Linked DNA regions of Zea mays: region 2 is linked to region 1. The links are chromatin contacts, called in public Hi-C maps. All regions are on one chromosome and are shown on one strand. The core of a region is the stretch at or near the end of the contact, and the rest is flanking DNA. Distances in the headings are between cores, read along the strand shown.

Region 1 (4,301 bases), core at 1,238-3,737:
CTACTCCTAATTGTACAGGAAATAAATGCGAAATAGAAGTGTTATTGATTCGATTGATTATTACAAATCTGTTGCATACCTCTGTATTTATAGAGGAGGGGGGCTGGGCCCGTTACAAACAAACTCTCCGAGCTAATCCCGCGAATTTCATTAACAAACACGGCAAGAAACTCGGAACCCTAATCTGTTCTGCGCGCGCGGACCGTCCGGCCCCAGGGCGGACCGTCCGCTGGCTCTTTTTGGTGCCCAACACTTTGCAAACAGTAGAGATTGATGAAGAACATTGATATCGTTAAGAGATCCTAGTAACCCAAAAAATGCATACCAAATCCATAAGTCCTGCAAAGCAACTGCTTCTAATATTATTGTAGGCGTGTGATGATGACGATGACCAGAAAACTGGCCTTGAAAAGCTGACGGACAATTCTTCCACCTCCAATGCATACAATCAAGCGAACCCAGCATACCAGAAAAACCTCTATCCTCACCAAGTGCAAGTAATCAATCTATATCTTTTTCATTGGGCGACCTCAAGTACTCGTCTCCAAAAACTTCTATTACAGCTTTCACAAATCTTCTCAGACTTTGCAGCGTAGTGCTTTCTCCAATATGTACGTACTTATTTGTAGCATATGCTGCCACTCCATAAGTTAGCACACAAAATAACGCAGTGATCTTCTGGAAGCAACTTAGACCTTGTTGATGAGTTGTGTTTCTCTTCTGCTCGAAGTAATCATTATGTTGTTCCACAGTATTCATTATGCGAATAAATAGTGGTCGATTCATCCTAAACATGTGGAAACGGAATAATTAAACATCTATATCATCAATAAGGCACCTATTAACAATACAAATTAAATAAAATGGTGTCTCCGTCTAAACAAGGTTGGGCCATAAGTGGAAGTATCAGCCAATTAATCTTGATACATTCTCGCATATGCAGCTTCTCTATCTCGATATATATGTATATATATGCACGTTCTGGAACAGAGCCACATGGATTTCTAAGGACATGTGGATAATTTTGTACAATTTGTGCAGCAAAATCATCCGATGATGAATCATCCACAAATCTTGACAAACACCTTCTATTGCGACTCATTAACTGTCTTTGAAAAGAATTGTATGATGAATATACTTGTACCTAAAACAAAATCAGTAGAGAACCATTACCGTATCAGATATCAATCTGCTGTTCAGCGGCAGAGAGCAACATCAAGCGGCAGATAGCAACGTCAAGAGCAAGCGGCGGTGTCTGTTGAGTGGCGGCTTTTGATAGGCACGGAGCAACGTCAAGTGGTGTCGGCGGCAGCTGTTGAGCGACTGTCTAGCGGCGGCAGCGACTTTTTGGAACAGAAGAACGACAACGTTTTGGAAGAGGAGCAACGTAAGAGACAGTTGTGTTACATGGAATCCAAATGGCCCACCAATTTGATTTCAAACAGATTAACTCCCTAAATAATAACAACTGTTACCCACAATTTTTGAACGCCCAATAGCTGTTTACAAACTTGCTAAATACAATTTTAAGGAGATCTGTTTTTATTTTATTATATTGGCATCTAGTGAATGGCCATTTTTGCCCTTGGATCAAATCGCAGGCTAGAGATGTCAATGGAGAATTCCCCACCAGGTTATAGCATCCCAAACCCATCCCCATCATGTTTGATCCATCCTCATACCCATACCCATACCTATCATGGGTGCAAAACTCATCTCATACCCATCCTCATTCGGGTTTCGGGTCCCCAATGGGCCCCCATTCCCAATTGAGGGATAACTAGTTACTAACATCTAGCATAAATTATACAGATTTCATATATCACCACATCGGCAAGCACTCATCCATGAACCATGATCCATTCATCCATCCATCAGAAAAGAAATCAGTACTTCGAGACCAATATAAGAAATGGTGAAATGGAGTCTGCTCACCTTCCTTGGTCACATCCGAGTTTGTTGGCGCCTGAGAATCCATGGTCGTCATTGTCGTTCTCAGCTCCTAGCAGTCGACAGTGCTCCTCGTCACTGGTGAAGTCGCCAATGTGCAGTGCAAGGGCAGCTGTCTAGGCATGCGGCGGCAGGCCGGCTCGGCAGGACATAGTGTATGGCTTGTTATTTTAGGATTTTATTTTTTGCTAGTCTGCTAGTTGCCTTGCCGTGTTGCCTTGTTGGGCTAGGACCTGGGGTCTAGTGTGCTGTCGTGCTGGGCTTGGTGGCCGACTCGACCTCAACTCATTCATACAAACAGGACATATGTACACGTATGAAATACCCATGGGTAATCGGGTTCGGATTATTGCTTCCCAAACCCATACCCATTTACCCAATGGGTGGAGATTTTGACCTATATCCATACCCATGCGACAATTTTTGTCCCATATCCATACCCTAATAGGGGAATTCCTCATGAGTTAGCGGGTATCGGGTCCCGTTGACACCTCTATCGCAGGCAATGAAACGTTTCACGTGAGACCTGGCCACCTGGGCGTATTCCTCTCTCTTTCCTCAACCTCATCCGAGTGGCTCTCCGTGTGCTGTGGCGGCGGCGGCGCCCGGCTCTGCTCGGACGGACTCCACCGAAGGCTCGGCTCCCCTCGGACTCCACCTGCGACGGCCGGCCCTCTGCCTGCACCGACGGTGCCCGGCTCCCTCGGCATCCACCAGCGGTGCCCGACTCCAAGGTATACAGCCGCAGCGCCCTGTGTCGAGATCTCCCTTGTACCCCCCCTTCCCTCTAGCGTTTTCCTGATTTGAGTGACAAGATTCTAAGAAGCTGTTGTTTTATGTGTTACCCAATATTCTAACCTCTCGCAGAAATGTACAAGTCACGGCTGCAGGAGCTGTGCCAGAAGCGGCGATGGGCGCCGCCGTTGTACGAGCCTACCCGAGAGGGTCCTGCCCACGCGCCCCTCTTCCGCGCCACTGTCGTCGTGAATGGCGAGAGGTTCAGTTCCCGGGATGAAGGGGAGAAGTCACTCAAGGAGGCGTACAACCTCGCGGCGATGGCCGCCTTCGACAACCTCATCGCGCTCCCGGCCGCGGCCCTTGCCCCTGCCCCGGCTGCTCCAGCGCCGCCCTCATCCGGTGAGCTGCCAGCTTGTCCCCTGGGACCAAATATGCACTGTTAGATCATGAACCTCCGTGGGAAAAAACAAAAAAAATTATCTTATTTTTCTTTCGAAAAACACCATGTTTTCATAAAAAAACAATTGAAAATAGTTTCTTTCCCTGGATGATGGTGTGCTAGCATTGGATTTTCGCACCCTTGTCGTTCTGAGTTCCTTACCAGTTACATTTAATTATTTGGAGGTGGCGTGGGTGCTTGTATGGTATGGGTAGGAATCACTCCAAGGTTTAAGCATCTGCCTACCTTTTGAAATTAATCTTACCAGATGAACTGAAGAAGAGTTGAACTTATTAGCAATCCAAGTATTTACAGGTGAATTTTACTAACATTATTCTTGGAACAGTGGAATTGACCCCTATATTTATAATAAATTAATAATACTAGTTCAAAGTTAGATTCATAGGAAGCATTCATGCAGGTAGATAGGCTCACCAGCACACTTTACTCTTTGATTTTGTATTGATTGCACTTGATTTCGCACCCTTATTATCGATTTGAGTTCCGTATGAGTTACATTTAGTTGTTTCGAGGTGGTGCGGGTGCTTGAATCAGTAGGAACCCTCCAAGGTGTAAGCATCTCCTTATCTTTTGAAATTAATCTTACCAGTTGAACTGAAGAAGACTTGAACTTATTAGCAATCCAAGTATTTACAGGTGAATGTTACTAGCATTATTGTTCCAATAGAGGAAAATGACCCCTCTTTTTGTAATGCTACTAGTGCAATGGTAGTATTGCTAGGAAGCATTCATGTAAGTAGGTAGGTAGGTTAAGGGCCTGTTTGGAACCACCAAATTTTTAAGAAACTGGTTTATGGAAATTGAGGTGGTTCCAAACATACCAGTTTATGCCTCAGTTTATAGAAATTGGATTCACAGTTTCTTAAAAACCAAGAAGCTAGTCTCTCCTAGCTAAAAAATAAAAATTGATTTCTTAAAAACCGGGTTGCTTCTAAACAGGACCTAACCAGCACACTTTACTCTCTGTTTTTTTATTGGTTGCACGTGATTTTGCAAGGGCATCATGCAATTTTTGTAGCTAGTGGACCTCGAAATAATATTCTGGTTGTGTATAATGGATATAGCAGAAGTACCATGTGAGTCAATGTCTACATAATAATCTGCTAAGAGGTCATCTCGAACTCATTTAAGAAATGCAGGAGAAGAAACTGTC
Region 2 (4,301 bases), core at 774-3,273, 300 kb before region 1:
GAAATGCCACAGAATGATAGAACAAATAAGCATTGGTAATGGTAACATTAAAAAAGTGTACATCTCCGTAAACAATCAGAGCCAACTTCACACTTACTAGGTGAATATACACTTATGTTCATGCAAGACCCCCAAAAAGCAATAATGTTGCTTGGAACACTAAAGGATATGTTGTACATATCAGGTGTGTAATTTGGGTGAGATAACAGGAAATACCTTTTCTTAACGATGCTTTGCTGTCTAATTGGTTTACCACAGCAAGGCTGAATTGTGCATTCCTACTCCAACCGGGAGGCATCAAGTTCGAATCAGCAACATCCAGGTACATTGAAAGGTAGTCCACGTTATTTCCTCTGGGGAAGACGAGCACTCGCCTGCAAGGAGGCAACAAAAAACACTGAACCAAGCTCTATAAAAATCATACACAATTAGAAGCAATAAGCATATGTCTTTACTTACCATTTGTACCCCCCAACAGTAAAATCGTCAGAGTAGTGCTTTCTAACATTTCGTTTGGAGAAATTTTCAATATACCATGTAAATCTAGATGTGGAGGTATCTGGTATAATTTGGTTCTCAACAGCAGATGCAAATTCTGCAATACAACCAAAGAAGTAAGTAATAATCATTGCAGTAAAGAGAAAACAAGTATCCTTTGGGATTTCCATTGTACTTCATCCACGGTATCAATTACGTAGGTAAAAGTAAAATGCTTACTACCATGGGTAGCATAATGAACAAAATGCATAATACAAGGCAGCATAGAATGTCTGGCCTCCAGAAAAACGCTCCAGTTAAAGTTAAATAATCATATCAGTTGTAATTTGTAATTTCAGATGCGTGAGAATAATTGCAGGAGCCATGTATGCAGTTCCAACTTTTGTGCATATGTTGTTACAGTAATTCAATCACCTTTTTACAATAATAATAATCAGAAAAAAAGCTACAAATGAGCATAAATAGTTGACTTTGATAAAACAATAATGTTATCTTCCATGGTGCAACGGTTTCTGAGAGTATGAAAAAAAATATTCTTCCCTTGAAGATTCCGCGGCATAGCAGCAGTAACACACAACATATAGGTTATACACTATTATTGGAAGACATCATAAAAGATGATGAGAAAACATTGCAACGATGAATAACCATTTCTATCGATAGGGTACAAGGATGATTGACCAAACCAACCACATTACAAACTGTTCCAAAATCATGATTAAAGCAACATAAGTTAAAGGCACTATTTTTTTATAGTGGCAAAAACCAGGCATGGAAGTTATGTTTGCAAAAGAACCGCGCTATAGCCCTAGCCATATCGTATATCGCCGTGAAAAACAAAAATGAAATGGATGCCCTTCAAAGATAATGTGTTAGCAAAGAAAAAACCCAATAGATGTAAGGCGAGATTAAACTACGCACGGGGTTTCTCAAATGACACCCAAAAAAACCTCACCTTCCATCGGCTGCGGACCCTCAAGAACATCCTTCTGCAGACCCTCAATGGCATCCTGATGCGGAACCAGCATCTCCTCATCCTGGTCCTGCTGTGTCTGCTGCAAACACCAAGAACCATGAAAACAGGTCTAAAAATCACCCGCGCAAGCCCATCCGAATCTAATATAACCACGGCCACCAGCACCGGATCGCAAATCCCTTCCTACCAAAGGTAACGAACCATCTGGTCTGTTACAGTGAAACGAGCGCAGATTGGACAGAAATTTTACCTCGGGAGCGCGCGGGACAACCATGAGTATAGAGCGCGGAGCCTCCGGCGCCGGTGACTGGCGAAAGATCAGATCGCTGTAGCGACCCCACCGGGGGAGAGCGTATTTAGGACACTGCCTAGGGTTTAGGGAAGATGAAGGCGAAAGGGAGGAGGGGCCAAGACGATGAAAAAAGAAAGAAAGATTTGGCTATATAAAAGCTGCGCTGCGCGACTGCCAATTTCGCAAACGGGCCAGTTTCACATTTTGGGCGCGTAAGCCCGTTCACCGTGCAGTCTCTTCTTTCTCCTTCGAACGTCTACACTCTCACTAGTTTGGGAACTATATTTTTTCGAGGATTCCTATTTTTTAAAGGGAAAATAAACTAATTTCTTTTGGAAAAATAAAAATCTCGTGAAAAATTGAAGTTTCCAAACTAGTGCTTAAAGAAACATTTACAATTATTTTTTATAATCAATCCTTAGAGGGTGTTTGAATACACTAAAACTAATAGTTAGTGGCTAAAATTAGTTAAGACATCCAAATACTCTATCTAATAGTTAGCTATTAGTTATTTTTGGTAAATTAGTTAATAGTTAGCTAGCTAATTCCACTAACGATTTTTAGTCAACTAACTATTATTTTAGTGCATTCAAACACCTCTTTAGTCCAAACCTCTCCACCCCCATTTCACCGGTTATATTCTATTATATACTCCTATTAAGAGGGTGTTTGAATGCACTATAACTAATAGTTAGTTAGCTAAAAATTGTTAGTAGAATTAGCTAGCTAACAAATAACTAACTAACTATTAACTAATTTACAAAAATAGTTAATAGCTGAACTATTAGCTAGGGTGTTTAGATGTCTCAACTAATTTTAGTTACTAACTATTAACTCTAGTGCATTCAAACATCCCTTAAGCATGGACGTGGTACCTACAGAGAACGAGAGTAATGCCCTCGCCCTGGTGCCCCCGTATCTGAGCCCCGAGCGTCAAAAGCCCCAGAGACAGCTCTCGCTTGCCGCCCTCCCCCCCCCTCATGTTGCCCCCTCGAGTTGTGTGATACCCACCGTGACTCCCACCACGCGATGCCCGCATCCAACCCCCGCCCTAGTCTACAAACTTGCTTCGCAGATGCCGCGACCGTCCCTCTCGCATGTCGTCATGCATCCGTGCCTTCCCTGTCGTCATCCAACCCCCGCCCTCGCCACGAACGGCCGTCCTCGACCACCACACCAATGTCATCCTTGTCCTTGAGCCCGTTGTCACCATCATCACATCACCAAAGATGCCTCCCCCTGCTGCTGAGGCCGAGACCGACGACCAGCAGCGGCAAGCTACCGAGCCCGACAACAAGAGGGGCGAGGAGCGGCCCCTCGTCGCCTTCTCCAGATGGATGCAGCTCGGTGACACGCACGCCATGCTCGGTCGCATGGATGGCTCCATCGCCTGCTACCTTACATAGAAAAAGAAAAAAAAACATCTATGTGCTCGTTCATCCCGTGCCTCTAGCGTCCGTCCGACATGAGCAATCCGGTGGCACTGGGCGCGGTCACTGAGTCGGCCTGCCGCGCCCTCCGCGCGACTGTGACTATTGTCACCGCGTGTTGGGTCGGCGACCCGCACGTGGCCTAGAGTCGTTCCCCATCCCGTTCTGCAACTACGTCGATTTTAAGCCCTATGCCTACTTCTCATTCCTGTATACCCCTTCTCTATCATATACATATACAGGAGGAGCGGAAGATGTGTGTGTGGACCATATGTTGGCCCAGCGTATGGATATGTGTGGGACGTATGTGGGCAGCATGTTATCCATAGTATTTGAGGGTGTCGCCTGGGACAGAAGAGGGGAACAGAACAGAAAAATGAAATACAAAGCAACCTCTGGTTGTTCCTGTACCGACGATCATCGAAGATTGTTCACCTCCTCACATCGGCGACGTCGCGCCGACCAAGGGTCGTGACAAGTGGTATTAAAGCCTCCGATCTTCGATGGTGATGCGGTGCTACTCCGGAAACGAGGTGGGGCGTGGACGGCGGTGTAGGGTCGAGATGGCGGACTAGAGGGGGGTGAATAGTCCTTTCTAAAACTAATTATGTTGGCTAACAAAAATAAATGAGAGAATTAATACTATGTTGGTCTAGCAAAGACTACACATATCTAACTATAACAAATACCTGATAAAAATCCTAATTGAAGCAACTAAGGTGCCAAGATAGTGAAAGAGCTCTCCCACACAAATCTAGTTAGCAAGGTCATACAAACTTATGCAACTATAATTCTAAGCACACCGAGAGCTCCTAAACATACTAGTAAGCAAGTCGCACAAGCACTACTAGCAAAATTCACTAGTTGCACTACACAAGCACAACGAGAGAGAAACAACTACTTAGCTACACAGGCTAAGCAAAACAGATTAGCTAACAAGTGGGTAAATATTTTACAACAAGTATGACTAGATATACAAGAGCAACAAACACTCACTAGCATAAGTATATGAACAAATAAATACAAGCTAGTGAGGAAAGTTGCAAACCAATGGGGAGATGGTGACACTTGACACAATAATTTTTCTCGTGGTGTCGATGACTTG

Evidence for each region. Hi-C and Micro-C count contacts between places; a contact is called where the count stands out from the background.
Region 2: a Hi-C map of leaf shows a contact between it and region 1, with 4 times the contacts expected there. The contact joins the promoter of LOC103651156 here to the promoter of LOC100383324 in region 1. A contact is called at or near these places in 5 of 25 Hi-C or Micro-C datasets (ear, leaf and tassel) and 1 of 3 datasets of contacts at active chromatin or transcription factors (seedling).

What each region holds. Positions count from the first base shown.
Region 1 is chr3:197,874,823-197,879,123 of Zm-B73-REFERENCE-NAM-5.0, reverse strand. LOC100383324 reads left to right here and starts at 2,487. Exons shown (of 5, transcript NM_001175982.2): 1 at 2,487-2,684; 2 at 2,818-3,087. The coding sequence starts at 2,820.
Region 2 is chr3:198,170,522-198,174,822 of Zm-B73-REFERENCE-NAM-5.0, reverse strand. It overlaps LOC103651156 (ubiquitin carboxyl-terminal hydrolase 13), which reads right to left and starts at 2,023. Exons shown (of 33, transcript XM_020550461.2): 1 at 1,725-2,023; 2 at 1,454-1,553; 3 at 460-595; 4 at 217-374. The coding sequence starts at 1,748.